Regions from separate parts of the Delphinus delphis genome. Here region 1 is linked to region 2. A link is a contact called in public Hi-C data. All regions are on one chromosome and are shown on one strand. The core of a region is the stretch at or near the end of the contact, and the rest is flanking DNA. Distances in the headings are between cores, read along the strand shown. Region 1 holds the start of COX18 (cytochrome c oxidase assembly factor COX18). Region 2 holds the start of ANKRD17 (ankyrin repeat domain 17).

Evidence for each region. Hi-C and Micro-C count contacts between places; a contact is called where the count stands out from the background.
Region 1: a contact with region 2 is called in a Hi-C map of lung, with 4 times the contacts expected there. The contact joins the promoter of COX18 here to the promoter of ANKRD17 in region 2. A contact is called at or near these places in 2 of 3 Hi-C or Micro-C datasets (lung and muscle).

The regions. Positions count from the first base shown.
Region 1 is chr5:49,224,803-49,228,534 of mDelDel1.2, reverse strand. It overlaps COX18 (cytochrome c oxidase assembly factor COX18), which reads right to left and starts at 2,374. Exons shown (of 5, transcript XM_060012408.1): 1 at 1,977-2,374; 2 at 1,279-1,379. The coding sequence starts at 2,318.
Region 2 is chr5:49,059,891-49,063,439 of mDelDel1.2, reverse strand. ANKRD17 (ankyrin repeat domain 17) reads right to left here and starts at 2,055. Exons shown (of 33, transcript XM_060012404.1): 1 at 1,526-2,055. The coding sequence starts at 1,933. It overlaps LOC132425916 (a long non-coding RNA gene), which reads left to right and starts at 2,438. Exons shown (of 3, transcript XR_009519541.1): 1 at 2,438-2,493.

The DNA.
Region 1 (3,732 bases), core at 1,125-3,624, 160 kb before region 2:
CCAACAAATCAGACTTCCACATCAGCATGCCTTTGAAAGTTATTATATCATCTGTGTGGACTGCCCAGTTTCCTGGCTGTTCACCTGACAACTTCCCTGTCACGCTTCAAAACCCAGCTCCATTGAAAATGCAGGAAACCTCAGATATGTCTTCCTAGAAAGCCACTCATCTGTCTAAGGATGTGTCTGGACAATCATCCTGCCAGTGCTGCATAAGCAAGGTGCCACAGTCTTGTCTAGGCTGCATTTATAACCCAGGTGAGCAGCTACTAATTTGTTCTTCTGGCCTAGAGCTGTAGTCCTCAGATTTCCCTGATCAGTAAAACTTCAAAACTATAGGTTTACCAACTTCCTATTTTAGCAAATAAAGACGTTAAGCTGTAAAAATGATTTTTTTTAAATGTCAGGTCTTTTTAACTCTATATAAAGAGGGACACAATTTCATACCAAAGATAGTTGGCAAATTTACACCTATATAGATAAAAATATATGAAAAGCTATATATATATATATATATATATATATTACATATTCATACTAAAAAAACCTTATTTTTCTCATTGCTGTGAACTGGTGAACACTTTGTCACAGTCAAGTAAGGATCAGAATTTGGGAAATTGACTAAGCAGAACTAGCTTAGGCTGATAGAAGGAGGTGGACTTAGAAGTTCCTAGTGGATGACTGTAGGCATAGAACTGTGCCATGGTCGAGCACCCTTGGGCAAGGGCTTTCTAAGAACCCAGGCAGACAACTACATAGGGTAACCAGAGCAGAATGACAACACCTTGCCTATCCAGTTGCTTTTACCATGTCATTCATACTTTCTACCTCCCCATTCCTTTGGGCTACTACCTGCTGTATGTTGTCAAAAGGTCAAGTTTGTAAATAACCTGTATCATTTGTTGACAAAAATCCCAACAACTGTCACAGTATCTTCATCCTGTGAAGCCTTTCCTGACTTTCCGTGATGACCCAACTCCTTGTACATAATCTTTTGTACAGTACTTAGTTCAGTCATTATTTGACTACATGTCTGTCTTTTTCAGTAGCCTGAAGTCCCTTAAGGACAAGGAACTCTCTCTTGTTTCCCTATTTTTTTTGCTTTTGGTCCAGTATATAAAACTACCATGCCACATAAACTTATTAAAATATTAAAGAGAAAAAAGAACTACTTTGCTGCTAAAGCTACAGAATACCAAAACCTATAATAAAAATCACTTACACATTATATATACGTATATATATTTTCATGGTGTTATATGCACAGAATTAGCTTACCTGGCAGCTCTTTTGGACCACCCCAACTGATTTGCACGAACTGCAACGTCTTGGTTAAGGTGCCTTGCAATGCTTTTTATTTCTGGCTGCAAATTTTCCACCTAGCTAAAGAAAAAGTAGGCTTTGTTATGGGAACATAAAAGATCTTTATTCATAACCATTCATAATTTCACTCTCTATTCCCTCAGCTCATTTAAAAATGTGGTTTACTGGTCATGTCAAGAAACCCTAAGTCTGCGTATAGGATGTTAATTTAAGATTTCCTCAGTTGCAACCAAATTCAAACTCCAGCTTGTACATCAGTATGATCTTGGACAAATTATTTAACCTCTAAAGTCCTATTCTCTCATATATAAAATGTATATCAGCACCTACTTCACAGGGCTATTATAAGGATTATATAAGAACTACACTCTGCACTTTAATGTTTCAATTCCTGGATTTCCCAGTAATGTCAACTGAGGAAACAGAAGTCCATTAAGAATCTTTAATATACTCTGTGGCAGTCACAGAGCCACCAAAAATTGCATTTACTTCTGCCCTGTGTTAATTCCTTTTTGTAAAGTAGCTCACTGCCTTACTGGTACTGATGACTAACACTAAGCACTCCGGGAGTACCTGGGGACCTTAAGCCCCGGGTAGACGTCGGCCAGTCCTCACCACGGAAGCGCGTCCATGCGCGGCTCGGCGCCCCTCACCTTGGCCAGGATGTAGTGCTGGTAGGCGGCCAAGGGCAGCGTGACAGCGCCGCGCAGGGCCACGGTGGTGAGAAGAATGCTGCCCCACCAGGGCAGGCCCGAGGCGGTGTGCGCAAAGAGCAGTACGTCCTCGGCGCCCTGCACCGGCGCCGACGTAGCCAGGGCTTCATACCAGCCACCCGCGCCGCTCGGGCCAACTGCAGAGACTGATGCCACCGCCCACAATGGCAGAGCGGAGGGCTTGGCGCCGCCGGTGGGGGCCGGTACGACCGGTGGGCCCAAGCCCCGGAGCTGCAGGGCAGGCCGCGGCTGCAGCCACCTAACGCTCAACCGGCACAGCATCTCTGCACACGACTGTATCCAACACGCGTACGACACGGGCTAACTGCGCGTACCGCTCAGCAAGGCCGCTACGCGCATGCGCTGGCGACGCCGGGCGTAAAGATGGCGGCAGCCCGCCGGCAGCCATAATTGACTTTCCCAATCACACCAGTGACGTATTGCGTCGCACTAGAGATGACGCAAGACGTAGGGAAGTCCCGCCTTTCCCACGCGGCACTAATCAAGCCTACTGCGCACACACGAAACTTCCGCGGTGCTGCGGTGGAGCTCCTCAGAGGCTCGACCGGAATTGCAGAGTCGGAGGTGGGGCTTGCTGCCCGGGGCGGGGCTTGCTGCACTGGGCCGGGAGAGGTGTTTTCTGGGAAGAGCTCACCTTGTAAAGTTGGTGTTCGGGTTGTGCCTTTCCGTTCTTTTTCACTTAAACTAATCGGGTCACGGTTTAAGTTTTACCTTATGTGATCAGGAGGTAGTCCCCCACGTCTTTTTGTGCGCGCCCCAATTGCTTCCGCTAGAGATTGAGATAGATTATACTACCCAGGAGTCAACATGTTGCTGAAATGCCAGTTTGGAGACAGGCGTGTGTTTCTGGATTGTTTTAATCAACAACCTTTATGCACTAGGCTTAGTTTAGTCTGTGGTATGTTTAATTGGCTCATCTGTCATAATAGACATTTTCAGACCCAACTTAAGTGTTTTCTTTCATCATAAAGAGCAGCAAAACACCTTATGTTAAGGGTAAAGTACCATCTCCTGAGTTAAGAGGAATTATCACTGGCAGCGCGGTGAATTCTTTACTGGGGCTTAACATATATCCTATATAAGCTTTCAAGAGCCTGAACAGCAACATTAGGTGTCTTCTGGTTAAAAGGAATAGGCTAAATGTATATGGGCTAATTTTGGGTTTTTTGCTCCTGGCAAAAGCAAACACGGGAATAACATGAAGGAGTTTCCTAAAAGAAGGGTCACCCCTACACCTAGAGGCCAAATTGTGTTGTGAGGAATAAAACGTTGATTAAAACGAAGGCTCCAACCAGTGTTGGGGTAATGTCAAACTGAAGCTACTGTTCTTGCTTCATTATGCACCTACCCAAGGGTACCAGATGCACCCTTTCCTCTGGATTCTGGAAGTCATCTTCCTTCAAATTGGCTGATAAATCCATGCATGAACTTTTGAATGTTAACACACACATTCCAATATCTGTTATATACAGAATTTACTTTTTAAAGGTAAAAACCTATCAATCTATCTCCCTATCCGTTTGTCAAGTTAAAACAAGCAACCTGTTGCTACTGACTACTGATTTAAAGTGGAAAGGAATTTTAGAGGGAAATATCTTGGCCCAAAGATTGTGAGTAAAGAAGCAACTTCTATGCTGCTGGATTCCTCTCCTCCCAGAGAACTGATGACATTAGG
Region 2 (3,549 bases), core at 806-3,305:
TGTTTCATATGCAGGCTGAGCAACACACTATCCTGAAACACCCAACTAGGTCAATACAAAATCTATCACTACAAACCTACCCTTAGAATTCAGTAGGCTAAATGAAATAGCAGGGAGTGTCCATCTTTTTGGTATACACGCACGAACTATTTATTACATCTCTACCGATATAACTTCATCCAGTCTGAGGTCAAAGAGAATCTAGTCTTCTACTAACAGACAAGTCTCAAATTCTTTAAAAGGTATTTCCCTATTTGAAATTAGGGAACCCAAGTTCCAATAATGCAATTTTCGAAAAACCAGTCTTTTACCAAAATTAGCTGTGCTTGTGGAAAAGAATAAATGGCAAGTGGTACTTCTAGATAATTCAGTTGTTCTCTCTTATAAGTTAATTTATAATCAGCCTTTAAAGCTGCTTTCCTTCTGCTGCCTTAAGTTACAACTTCTTTCTTCAGATCAAGATTTTCAAGCTTCCATTTCAGGGAGTGGACAAAAGAGTTACAAAAGAGCTGCTAACTAGTAAGGCTAACTCTTCTTCGCTTGTTCTCAGTATGGTTGGTATGTTTTACTGAGTTTTGGTTAAATGGTCTTCTTTGAAGAATGAGGTCCTGCAACGCCGCCTGTCTGTGGACCCAGGAAAAATTATAAACAGTTATTATGAAACCAGATCACTAGGACAAACCAAGAGGCCTTCCTATTCCAACTCACCACAACCAAGCCTGGCTCCAAAGCAGACTCTTCAGCTGCCTGACGTTATGTGGAAAGCAACAGGGCCTAGCTTAATTCTTCCTCACCAAGGAAGCATTTGAAAATGTAAGAGTATGTACATGTAAGGATCAAACATATTTTTCATCCACCGAGTTACATATAAATGTATATGGACATAAGATCAGTTCATCCAAAATCCTTGAGAGATTGAGGAAGTGAAGGTTACTTCAGCAGCCACAATAGTTATGAAAAAAAAAAAACCTGCAGCAGAACAGTATGGAAAAGTACAGCTTCTCACGTGTCTCTCACGTACACAAATACCTAGCTCTGAGTCCATTACAACCTTGCCTCCCCCCAAAACTGCTCCCCTCCACCTCACAAGTGGGAGAAATGTACCAACCTCCTAGTCGTTCCTCACGAAACTCATCTACCTATTATCTTACCCCTCCAGCTTTGGTCCCGCCCCCGCCCCAGGAGTAACACGGCCCTACTGGCCCAAGGCCGACCCCGCCGGCTGGGCAAAGAGGGAATCTAAGCGATTCCCTCCATCCTAAACCGAGTGAACCATGCCAGGGTAACGTGCTGTTCACCAACTCTGTGCACTCCGTGGTCCTCCCACCCCCACGTGTCAGCTACCCTCCCCCACATGTCCACACCTCACAATTTCGGCCGGGGAAAGAAAGGGGGCAGTGGAAAGCCTGGCCCCTAAGACAGATCAAGCCCACAGGAATCTGTCCCACCGCAAGTCCCCTCCCACCTTTGGCCCCTACCCTTTACGCTCCCTTCCTCCCTCCTTCCCTTGAAACCAGGCCCTTGCCTCAGAAACCTCCTCTTCCTCGTCGTCGTCGTCCTCTTCTTCCTCGCTGTTGTTGCTGCTGGTGCCGCCGCCGCCGCCGCCTCCGCCGCCGCCTCCACCGCCGCCGCTGTTGTCGCTGTCGCTGCTGCTTTCGCTGCTGCTGGGGGGTCGGCAAGTCCGGTTACGCTTGGCCTTGTGGTGTTGCTGCGGCAGCGGCTTCTTCTTCAGGAGCAGGTCGCAGACTCGCACCATCCCACGAGGAGACGAGGCCGAGCAAGCCCCGCTGCCGCCGCCGCCGCCAACGCCGCTGCCGACCTCCGCCGCCGGTGCAGCCGCGGGGGGGCCCGCCACAGCCGCCACCGCCGGGGGGCTCCCTTCTCCCTCAGCTGCCGCCGCCGCCGCCGCCACCGGAACCGTAGCCTTCTCCATCTCCGGGGAAAGAGGGAGGGCGCGGACGGGGGAGGGGCGTGGGGGCTACGCTCTACCGCGATTTCGGCCGCACCGGGACCAACACAGCGCTCGGTGCCGCCTCCGCCGCCACCGCCTCGGTCACCTCTACTGCTGCCGCCGCCGCCGCCGCTCCGCCAGCTCTCACCTCGTCTCGCGATACTAAGGGCGGGGAGCCTGACGATGGGAGGGAGGGAGAGGGAGGGAGCGTGAGGGAGCTAGGAGGGGGTGGTTAGAGGCGAAGAGGGAGACCGGGGTGTCGGGAGATCAAGCGGAGGGGAGACTACCCAGAGTCGGGGGAAGTGTGCCTAGGGCGACTTCCGATGGGGGGACGCCAGGGACAGAGGAGGGCCGCGGTTACTGCCGTAGCGCCCGCTACACCCGGATTGCTTCTCTTTCCTCGCTATTTCCCCCGCACACAGCCCTTCAGACCTCCCTTCTTCCTTCCTCGGTGATGACTAGAACGCAGCCGCAGGCGGAAGTACGGATGACGCCATCAGTCGTCGCCTGAGCGGTGGCGCGCGGGTGGCCGAAACACGAAAGTGAGATTTCGAGGGTCGGGACTTGGGCCCCCGCGGGCGGGCAGTGCTGCGGTGCTGGGGGCGGGCGGGCAGGCTGGAGAGGAGCAGCCTGGGCCGGGTGGGGAACCCATACCGAAGCACGGACCAGACGCTTTGTTAGCTGGAGGCCCGGACTGCCTGATCCGGGAGGTGGAGCCTGGTTCTGGACTCTTGTACGTAGTTTCGTTTCTGGCCATTTTTTTCTACCGCCAAATGGTGAGTTAGGGCTGTGGATCTTGAGAGATGGCGTCGTGTAAAGGAAAGAGCCCACTTTGACTAAGTCTTGGGTCAGACTTCCTGAACCTGAGTTTACACCTGTGTAACATAAAGGAGTTCGACTAAGTGAAGTCTGAGATCACTACGACTCTGAAGTTTCCAAGGGGAGAAAACAGGAGAAGGAAGCAGAATCTGTGCCAGACTCTGCTGACGATTCAGTGAATGACCTCGATTTTGTCCTTCCACCCCTCACCTACTCAGCTTTTTATCTGTGAAGTAAGCATCATAAGTAGTCATCCTTGTCTGTGAATCTCTTGAAAGGAATATTGTGATGGGGGTTGTGAGTTCAGTTGTAGGTGTCTGAAGAACTTTCAGGACTTTTGGAATAATAACGTAGCTTATTGAACTTAGATTTATGCCTTTCAGGTTCAATAACACAGTAGCATAAGGAAAATGAAGGAAACATCAAAGAAAGATGTACTGGCACAAGATAAAAAGTATGTCTCAGCTGACATAGTTGCCGTTTTAAGACTGCTAAGTTTAGCTGAGTATGCCTGAATTTTTTTAGCCTTTTTTTTTTCTTTTTAGCATTGGCATACCATATGAAATGTGGGCAGTTGCCAGTACTCTACAGAGTACTATGGCAGAATTGGCAATGATTGAATCAATTCATTCAAGCAAAAATTCATCATGTGCCTACTGTGTGCATAGTTTGTAAAATCTAAGTCTCTGCTTCCTGGGGCTTTACAGTGTAATAAGTGTTATAGTAAATATACACACGAAGTGCTAATCATCTGCCTGTTCCTCTCCTACAGCGGTTGC